Regions from separate parts of the Canis lupus genome. Here region 1 is linked to region 2. The links are chromatin contacts, called in public Hi-C maps. All regions are on one chromosome and are shown on one strand. Each heading gives the region's core, a stretch centred on a gene start, on an enhancer-like site or on the middle of the called end of the contact. The rest is flanking DNA. Distances are from core to core; before and after follow the strand shown.

Evidence for each region. Hi-C and Micro-C count contacts between places; a contact is called where the count stands out from the background.
Region 1: a Hi-C map of blood shows a contact between it and region 2, with 3 times the contacts expected there. The contact joins the promoter of CDK17 here to the promoter of LOC119877037 in region 2. A contact is called at or near these places in 3 of 9 Hi-C or Micro-C datasets (amygdala and blood).

The regions. Positions count from the first base shown.
Region 1 is chr15:36,424,243-36,429,270 of UU_Cfam_GSD_1.0, forward strand. It overlaps CDK17 (cyclin-dependent kinase 17), which reads right to left and starts at 3,455. Exons shown (of 17, transcript XM_038558706.1): 1 at 3,317-3,455. LOC106559785 (a long non-coding RNA gene) reads left to right here and starts at 4,039. Exons shown (of 2, transcript XR_005370577.1): 1 at 4,039-4,160; 2 at 4,437-5,028.
Region 2 is chr15:36,131,173-36,136,031 of UU_Cfam_GSD_1.0, forward strand. LOC119877037 (40S ribosomal protein S24-like) reads right to left here and starts at 3,530. Exons shown (of 1, transcript XM_038558702.1): 1 at 3,004-3,530. The coding sequence starts at 3,530. The coding sequence ends at 3,138. The region is part of intron 1 of LOC119877038 (a long non-coding RNA gene); the gene reads left to right.

The DNA of each region.
Region 1 (5,028 bases), core at 2,205-4,704, 290 kb after region 2:
ATAAAAATAAAAAAATAAAAGTTTAAGTAAAAATTACAGTCAAAATTTGAAGAACCTAAAACTAATCTTTCGTCATATATATATATGAAAGAAGGCAATTTTAAAAGTAGATAAAATACTCTAATGATTATTTTTATAAGCTGAATTTAACATATAATGTCCTTTTTCTACAACACAGCAACACATTCGCTAAGTACTTATCCTCCATGGAAGTATAAAAGCTACAAAAAATAAAATAAAATAAAAAAATAAGCCATGACATGATGCTGCAATTTTTATAAAGACTGAAGAACACTAATAAAGACTCAAAATATAATACTTTATAAATATTCAGCACTATTAGACAATAACAAAGAAAATACCAGGGAAAAAATTTGTATTCACATATAATTTTTCCTAATATTAAAGGAAATCATCTTCATTTCTAAATATCTTCCTCAGTTGCCATTATTGTTTCTATTATTCACAAGACTTGCAGTTGTTTAGTTAGCACTATTTCATGAGTAAAGGAGAAACATATTGCTGAAAATAAGGCGAAAAACAAAAGCCTCACGGACTAAATTATTTTATAGGTCATCTCGTTCCACCATAGTCATAGGACTGAAGCAATATCTGAAAACTAAACATATCAACAAATACATACATTAAAATCTGTTGAGTCAACACAACTATTCTGTACTACAAAAAATAAAATTTTTCTATTTTTGTAAAACCAATGATTTATTAGCCTAAGATTAGTGCTGTACAAATCTACCCCCATCTATCAGATCATTACCATATACTGAATCAATTCTTCCGATTTTATCTTCCTTACTATGTATCTTTCTCCCTTCAGGTAACCAGAGCACATCTGGCAGGCTGCACTATTTCAAACAGCTGACACCTGAAAGTGAGTGACTTTGTTGGGCCTTGGTTCAAGGATGAGAATAAACTATTTTATAGAAGCTTCTTCTAGTAATAGGAAAATTAGGTTATTAACAAGCCTTCATACTTCATACACTTTTTTTTTTCCTGCCTGTAAGAGGAATGTAAAAATTTGGAAAATACAGAACTGTATTTTTATTCAGCCATAAATCCTACCACCCAGAAATCTTACTTAACTTTTTAGTAGATTTCCTTCAGAGAATTAAACTTCAATAATCTAATTAAACACTAATAAATACCCAGGGGAAAAAAAAAAAAAAAAACAATGTACCTTTATTTTGGCCTTTTGAGAAGTATTATATAAAAACATTGATTATTAATGATACAACCTGTTAATTTTACAAGGATATCTGAAAAGTGTTAAGTGGTGAGGGTGGGATAGGGAGTCCCACAGTTCGGAGACTGGTCCCTAGGCTGAAATCCCCTTCACAATTTTTATAGCTTCAAATACTTGAATGGCAGCAAGATGTGACTGTTTTTAGAATGATATCAATAGTAACTTCGCTACATCAAACAGGCTTTACTTTTAATTTCTTTCCATTCATAATTCAGTATCTCCTTCCTTTCGCTGTAAATATATATCTATACATACATACATACATACATATATATATTTTTAAACAGCTTAAATTCAAAGACTCAACTATTTTCTTTGAGGTCCAGCATTCAAACTGTTAGTGTTTCTGGCCTAGGAGACAGTCCACCAGGTAAAACGATAATATTTTTATATTCCAAAATTCTCCATCATAAAAAGACCATTCCCTAAAGATAGCCACATTTTTTTTCTTTTGTTACAACCCTCGTACATCTAAGTATGCAGATGCTAGAATTACAGAGACTGATACGACTTCATCCACAAACAAAAAACCAATAAACTACTGCCGGCAAATTTTTTTTTCCTTCTTAAAATTTGCTTGAACCTATTTCTAGCTTCGACAGAGGCTTTCGTTAACTCAAGGCATCAAAGGTCTTAAAACCAACCCCATTCATTATTCTCCTCTGCCCGGTGGTCAACAAAACAAGTCGAAAATACAGTAGCGCGAATGTGTTCCTTTGACCTTCTTACACAAGCGCCTTTTGAAAGAAATCCCTCAACAAAGACTCAAGAAAGAATCCGTAAAGTTTGGGGAAAGCATTGTCTGTCACTGATAAGTGACAGCAGGTCTGGCTGCCGGGGATACACTCCGCTGACCCTAAGGAAGAGCCGAGACTCGAAACAAAATTCGCCACTTTTGTTATCTAGAAAATTTGGCGGAGAGGTGATAAAGCTCCATGACCAACGACGTGACTCTGATGGACGAATTAATACAGACGGCGGAGGAGCGCCACGGGTTTCGGCTACGCTTCTGCCGTTTTTGAAAGAAAAGCTAATTGTTAGCGGCCATGTGACATTACAGGAGCCCAGAAAGGAAAGGGTGGGAGGGAGGGAGAGGAGTTCAAGGCAGTTCAGGGTCAGAGCGAGCTCAGGCATCCTGTCATTAGCTCACGCTCCCCGCAGGCTGGAGGCAAAACACTGCTTACCCGAAAAAGGAGTGGGTGAGAAGTGGGCAGAGAACGGTGGGGAGAGAACGCGGGGGGGGGGGGGGGGCACGCGGCGGCGAGGGGCGGGGGGCGGGGGACCCGGGGCCAGCCCGCGGACTTGGGGAGCGAAGGCACCGGCCACAAAAACGCTGAGAAAAGCAACTGCCACGGAGACGACAACCCCGGGCGGCTGCCCAGGCCCCCTCCCCGCCGGCTCCCCGGGTTTCCCGCACTCGCGGCCCCTCCGCCGCGGCCCCGCGCTCAGGGGTGTGACCCGCCGGCGGGAGGCCGCGCTCAGCTTTGTCTCGGCGGCTCCCCACGCGCGGGCTCCCGCTCCTCCCCCGCGCCCGCCACCCGCTCACACCCCCCGCGTCTCCAAGGAGCTGGGAGCGCCGCGGCCGCCGCCGCCGCCGCCGCCGCCGCCGCCTCCGCCTCGTCGCCCACCTCCCGCAGCCTCGCGCCCTTCCTTCCCCGCGGCCCCGCCCCCGCCCCCGCCCCCGCCGGGGGGAATCTGTGTCTCGGGGGACTTTCGGCCTCCTCGCGCCCCCCCGCCTCCCCCGGGGTCCAGGTGGGCAGCGAGCCCCGGGGGTGGCGGCGACCGCGCGCGCCTCCGCGAAGGAGCCCGTCACCTCCCCACAGCCCAGCCCAGCCCAGCCCAGCCCCGGAAATGCCCCGGCGCCCCGGGGATCGCGCGCGGGGCCGGGGGCCACCGGCACCCGCGAGCCCCCCCGGCCGCGCCTGCCTCTCTCAACTTCCCGGCCGGGCCTGAGCCCGCGGCGCCCCGCCACGGCCGCCCTCCCGCCCCGCGGGGCTCGCGAGGGTCCGCCGGGCGGCAGGGAGAGCCCCGCGCGGTCGCCAGCCGCCAACTCACCAGCGAGCGCGGGGGCCGCGTCTCCAGGCGAGGCGCGGAGGGTGAGCGGCTCCGCCGACGCCCGCGGCGACCGGATGCAGGTCCGGGTCCCAGCGGCCGGCGGGGGACCCACGGCGCCTCCGAGGCGCAGGCCTCCGCTGCCGCCTTCCGGCCCTCGCCCGGGTCCGGAGCCTTCGGGAGGGGCCGCGGGTGCCTCACGCGTTGCCGAGCCCCCCGGACAACATGGCTCCCGGGCCGCCGGGCCGCCGGGCCGCCGGGCCGCGCGGGCAGCCCACTAATCCCCTCGGAGGGGCCCGGGCGGGAGCGAGGCCGGGCAGGGAGGTGCCGGCGCTCGGCTGAGGCGGCCCGCCCGGACCGGGGCTCCTTCTTCTCTGCGGCCGGACCCGGAGGAGCTCGGGAGACCGCGGGCGGCCGCTCCCGTTCGCTGCGTGTGCGTCGCTTTCTCGCTCGGCGACTGCGGATTGACGCCTCCGCCTGTTCCCCGGAGGAGAGCGAGCGAGCGAGCGAGCGAGCGAGAAAAAAGACTTTTATTGAAACGATCCAACCAGCAGCAGCGGAGAAAAGCGACCCGCCGCGGGAGCTTCCCCCACCCCCGCCTGAGCGGCTCGCGGCGGGCAGCGCGACCCCTGCTGGCGGCGGCCGCGGGGCGGGGCCGGCGGGCCGGGGGCGGGGCCGGGGCGGGGCCCGGAGGGCGGGGCGGGGCGGGGTATCCCCGGGAAACCCCCCGCCCGGGGGTGGGGGCCCTGCTCCCGGCGGCCGAGCTCCTGGAGCCGCGGGAGGGAGGTGAGAGGGCGAGAAGGTTCGGTAGAGCCACTCCGCGGGCATCGGGAACGAGATTACCCCGGTAATTCGGCCCCTTCATCCTCCTCCCACCCCCCCCCTCCCCAACGAAACAAAAACTCTTGCTTAAATTACCCAAGTAATTATGTAATGAAGATACCAGTGCCGCAGTTCTCTACCAAAAGGTTTTCTGGAGAAAAGGGCCCACACCTGAGCCTGTTGTTGGCCCCTTTGCTCCTCTATTGTGGGTGCCTGGGTGGGCAGCTGTGCAGCAGTCATTCCCGCACGCAGGCAGCGTTTGTTCATTTCACCTTTTTATATCTTCTTGGCAATGCCCTAGGTCCTCAAAGGACTGCGTCGAGCTGGGGTGAGAGATGTTCAGTAAACGGTTATAATGAAATTCTGAATTTTATGAGAAAGGAAATACAAGGTGCTATAGGAGAGCGGAGAAGAACTTCTGTTGCCCTTGGTTAGGTTTTGTTTTCTTGGGGGGAGGGGGCGCCAAGAGGTTGGCCCAGTTTCTGTGAATGTTTTTACTTTGTTCTTTTCTCAGAGGCTAAAAGCTGGTTCAGGAATGAACAGCAGAGTGAAAGTGAAGACAAACTAAAGTAATACTGACCCATTTTTTCCCACTAATAAGGATAAAAGCAGAAAGTAAAAACAAACCCCTAGAGGGAGATAATGAGAGGATAGAAAAGACAAGAGTGGGGACCGGATGTGGACAACCTAAACAAGAAAAAATTTTAAACCACATAAAAAATCTGCTAAAGTGAGATATAAATATTTTTCCATTTTAATACTCAGAAATAGTCTTCGTAGATTTTTAATGCAATTTCAAATGTCCTAAGGACTTCTGCTAATTATCTTCTTGGATTCCTGGACGAATCCTTTCCCTCTAAAAATAATGCCTCTGGATTTCTTTCTCTCATTTT
Region 2 (4,859 bases), core at 2,280-4,779:
CCTAGGCCAAAAGGAAATAGTATTCCTGGCTGGCATAGATGCACTTCTGTGGTATTATCAGACCCCTTTCACAGGTGGCAAGCAGCATGGATGTTGGCTTGTCCTTGAAAAGTTCATAACCTTATAGGGCAAGTGAAGCCATAAAATGAAACCTAGAGATCCGAGTGGGAAACTGAATAATTAAGGGGGATTGAGGTGGACCCATCCACAGATGCTGTTGGAGTTCAATGCAGAGGTCTGTGGGCATCTTTCTGGAAGCAGCAAGGCTTGCATGGAAACATAAAGCAGGGGTCTCTTTTTTTATTGCTAACCGATACCAATAAAAATTGAGGGGTATACCCTCAATAAATGTGGGTTTTTTTTTTTTTTTACTTGTTTGTGAATTCTGTACTGTGTGGTAATATAATTAATGAATATTTCATGGCGCAAACTACATTGAGAGGAAGGGTCATTGTCAATGATAGTATAAATCCTTAATTTTAAATAACCATCTTAATAATTTTGCTTTGCATGGCAGGGGGCTACCTTCCTGTCAGATTTGATTTGATCATTACTGTTTCATTCTGTTTGTTGGATCAATGTGGACACCTTGTCTTGGAAGAGAAGCATTAGTTCTGCTATTTTTCTTTGCTCATTTGCGCTTACATTTACATAAGTTATGCATTGAGGCTGCAATTTATGAAACATGACCATCAAACTTTGAAAATTACCTGAGTGTCCAGAAAAAATCATGAGCCTGCAGAGGGCTTTGATCTGGGGTGAAGGAAATGCCAGCCCACTGAGAAAAGTTAAAGGGACAGTAGAAGAACAAATTATAGTCACCTATGATTACATCTCACAAGCTGTATCTGTGAAGCAGGCCACTTACATCAATAAAATTAGAGAGTTAATATTTTCTGCTTGTACCAAATGATTGCTGCATGCATGTGTCTTTCCCACTTGGGAAGTTTGGATGGATAATTGAAAGGGATAGTAATTTCAAAGACGTTAATGGTTAAGAGCATAGTCAGATACCAAAGGCAAATTCAGGGGAAAAAAAAAAAAAAAAAGCTGACACTTCATGAACACCCAGGTGTATTTTCAAAGACTGAATCCATCACATTTTATCTGAGAGGCCTCTGGGCACTAGGGTTATCCATTCCTTCCTGGCCTAGTAATCAGGACAAGGATTTATTAAGGTTTTCTGTCCCCTAGAAGTGGAAGAAATAACAGCCCCTGGAAAGTTATCTTTCCAGCTTTCATTGAGCCTTGAAGGTGAACATCTCATCACTTCTGCCATAATTGATCAGTCACACAGACCAATCCTGATACCACAGGAAGGAAACACAAAGACATGAGTCCCAGGAGGTAGAGGACATTGGAAGCCTTGTTAGGGGCTGGCTACTATCATGAGGTTGGCATTGTTATCACCCCCATTTTGCAAAGGAAGAAACCAAGGTTCTGATCAGAAATTTGCTCAAGTCACTAGCTTGGAACTAGCAGAGCTGGGGTTTAAACCTGGGGAGGGTGACCCCAGAGCACATCCTTTTTGAGCATAGCCTTGTACCCTGATCTTACCACATCCCTTTTTCTAATTTCCTTTCTTTACCCCACTGCATGAAATGTTGCAAATAAGATATATTTCCTTTTGCCTAGACCACTTCAAAAGTCATTGTTTCTTACAGGTGGAGGTTGGAGGGTTTCCAAAGAATGAAATACAATGAGCCTATCTGGCCAAAGTCCCTCACATGCACATGTTAATTAATTAATTAAGAAAATGTCACATGGAGACTAGGAATAACAAGACCATTGACCCAGTTTCAGAGCCTAACATTTACAAAATGATCTCAACGTAGAGTGGGTTGTGTGTACATCCTGTTCAGTTTCTCTCTTCCTGGTTGTTGGGGTCAGGTTGTCTCATGAGGCTTGGGTGGGCTAAACTGAGCAACATTATGCTAAAATAAGTTTGCAATATTAGACCTTAGGAAACAAAAGCCAGAAAGAGAAACTACTTTTCCTATAAACTGTGAACTGTGGGATAACATCTTGCAAACAGCATGACTGGATAGAGGGTGACTTATGGATGAGTAGGAACGGGACTCTACATGATATATAATGTTATCTGTATAAATGATCATGAGCAAGGTAAAGTTTTGTTTTTCTTTTGTTGTCATTTTTTTCATTAACCAAATCTGTAGTTACACTAAATTGTAGGTCATTATTTTAAACTAGGGATAGCACAGTTTTGTTGTCTTTAATAATTCATTTTAGCATTTTTTATGTGACAGGCCCTATTCTAGGTGCTTTAGACACAGTAACGCATTTTAAAAACTTTTTTTTAAAGTTTGAGGTATGATCAACAAATAACATTTAATGCATTTCAGGTGCACAACATAAAGACTTGATATTTGTGTATATTGTGAAGTGATCATCTGTCACCCCACGTAGTTAACAGATGTTTTTCTTGTGATGAGAACTTTTAAGATGTACTCTTTTAGCAAATTTAAAATATGCGATACAGTATTATTAACTATAGTCACCATGCTGTGTATTATATTCCCATAACTTATTTATTTTATAACTAGGCGTTTGTACCTTTTGACCCTCTTCATGTATTTTGTTCCCCGCCCCACGCCCTACCCCCACCTCTGGCAGCCACTAATCTGTTCCCTGTAACTATAAGCTTGGATTCTTTTTTTTATTCCATATGTAAGTGTGGTCATATGATATGCAATTATCGTTCTCTGCCTGACTTATTGCACTTATCTTCAAGGTCCATCTCCGTTGTTGCAAATGGCAAGATTTTACTTTTTTTTATGACTGAATTATACACATGTGCGCACACACACACACACCCCCTACATTTTCTTTATCCATCCTTCCACTGATGGACAGTTCCGTGGTTTCCATATCCAGGCTGTTGAAAATAATGCTTTAATGCACACGGGGGTGCCTATATCTTTTTGAGTTGGTGTTTTCATTTTCTTTGGATAAATACCCAGAAGTGGAATTGCTGAATCATATGATGGTTCTCTCTCTCTCTCTCTCTTTCTCTCTTTAAGTTCTTATTTTATTAATCCTCTCAGGAAAAATCTGCACAATCACCACAGGTAAAGTCACTGCAGAATCTTTACTCCTTCTGTTGTTCAATCTCCAGCTCATTTGTTGCCAGCACCAACACTGGCTTTTGCAGTTCCCTTGGCCTTCTTCATTCTGTTCCTGCATTCCTTTTCCTGTGTTCTTGAGGTCTTTTTCTGCTCACACAGGCCATGTCTCGAAAGTCTATGTTTGAGTTCATTTTTCTTTGCATAAGCCAATGAATCATAAATCATGCCAAAGCTAGTTGTCTTGCCACCGCCCAAATAGGTTCTGAATCCAAACACAAAGATGACGTCTGTTGTGGTCTTGTCCATTTTGGCTAGTTTTTCCCGAATATCTGTCTCAGGTACTTTTGGCTTTCTGGGGTGAAGAACGCCAATGAATATTTGTTCCCTCTGGAGTTGTCGGTTGGCCATGAGCTGCTGGGGACGGATAGTTACTGTGTCAGTCATGATGGTGGCCAAGCTTCAAGCAGCCGAGGAAGAAAAGAGAATGACTATATGGTAGTTCTAGTTTTTTTGAGGAACTTCCATGCAGTGCTATAGTGGTTGCGTCATACTTGCAACCCCACCAACGGTGCTCAAGGGTTTCTTTTTCTCTACATCCTCACCAGCACTTGTTCTTTCTTGTCTTTTTGATGCTAGCCATTCTGATAGTTGTGAGGTGATAGCTCCTTGTGATTTTGGTGTGCATTTGGTGTGCTTTTGTTTTGCATTTCTCTGATGATGAGTGATGTTGAGCATCTTTTCATGTGTCTGTTGCCATCTGTATGTCCTCTTTGGAAAAATGTGTATTCGGATCCTTTGCCCATTTTTTTAATGAGGTTTTTTTTTTTTGTTTTTTTTTTTTTTTGCTGTTGTGCCGTATGCATTCTTTATATATTTTAGATATTAACCTCTTATTAGATATATGATTTGAAAATATTTTCTCCTATCTGGTAGAGTGCCGTTTCATTTTGGTGATGGTTTCCTTTGCTGTGCAGAAACTTTATAGTTTGATGTAGTCTCATTTATTTATTTGCTTTTGTTGCCTTTGTCTTTGGTGTCAAATTAAAAGAAAATAATCACCAAGACTGATGTCAAGGAGCTTCCTGCCTATGTTTTCTTCTAGGAGTTTATGGTTTCAGATCTTACATTCAAGTATTTAATTCATTTTGAGTTAATTTTTGGTATAATATATGGTATGAGATGGTGATCTAGTTTCATTCTTTTGCAGGTGGCTGTTCAGTTTTCCCAATACTATTTATTGAAGAGACTGTCCTTTCCCCTATTGTATATTCTAGGCCCCTTTGACCTAAATTAATTGACCATATATACTTGGGTTTATTTTGGGGGTCTTTATTCTGTCCCAATGATCTGTGTGTCTGTTTTCATGCCAGAACCATACTACTTTGATTGCTATACCCTCGTAATATGCTTTGCAATAGGGAACATGATGCTTCCAGCTTTGTTTCTCTTTCTAAAGATTGTTTTGGCTATTTGGGTTCTTCTGTGAGTCCATACAAATTTTAGAATAGTTTGTTCTATATCTGTGAAAAATACTATTGGAATTTTGGTGGGGATTGCATTGAATCTGTAGCTTGCCTTGGATAGTATGGAGATTTTAACAATATGAATTCTGATACCATGTTGAATAAAAGTAGTGAGAGTGGGCAATCTTGTTCCTGATCTTAAAGGAAAAGTTTTTGGCATTTCATCATTGAGTATTATGTTAGCTGTGGGCTTGTCATAGCTGACTTTTATTATTTTACACATTTCTATTAATCCTGACAGCAACCCTGT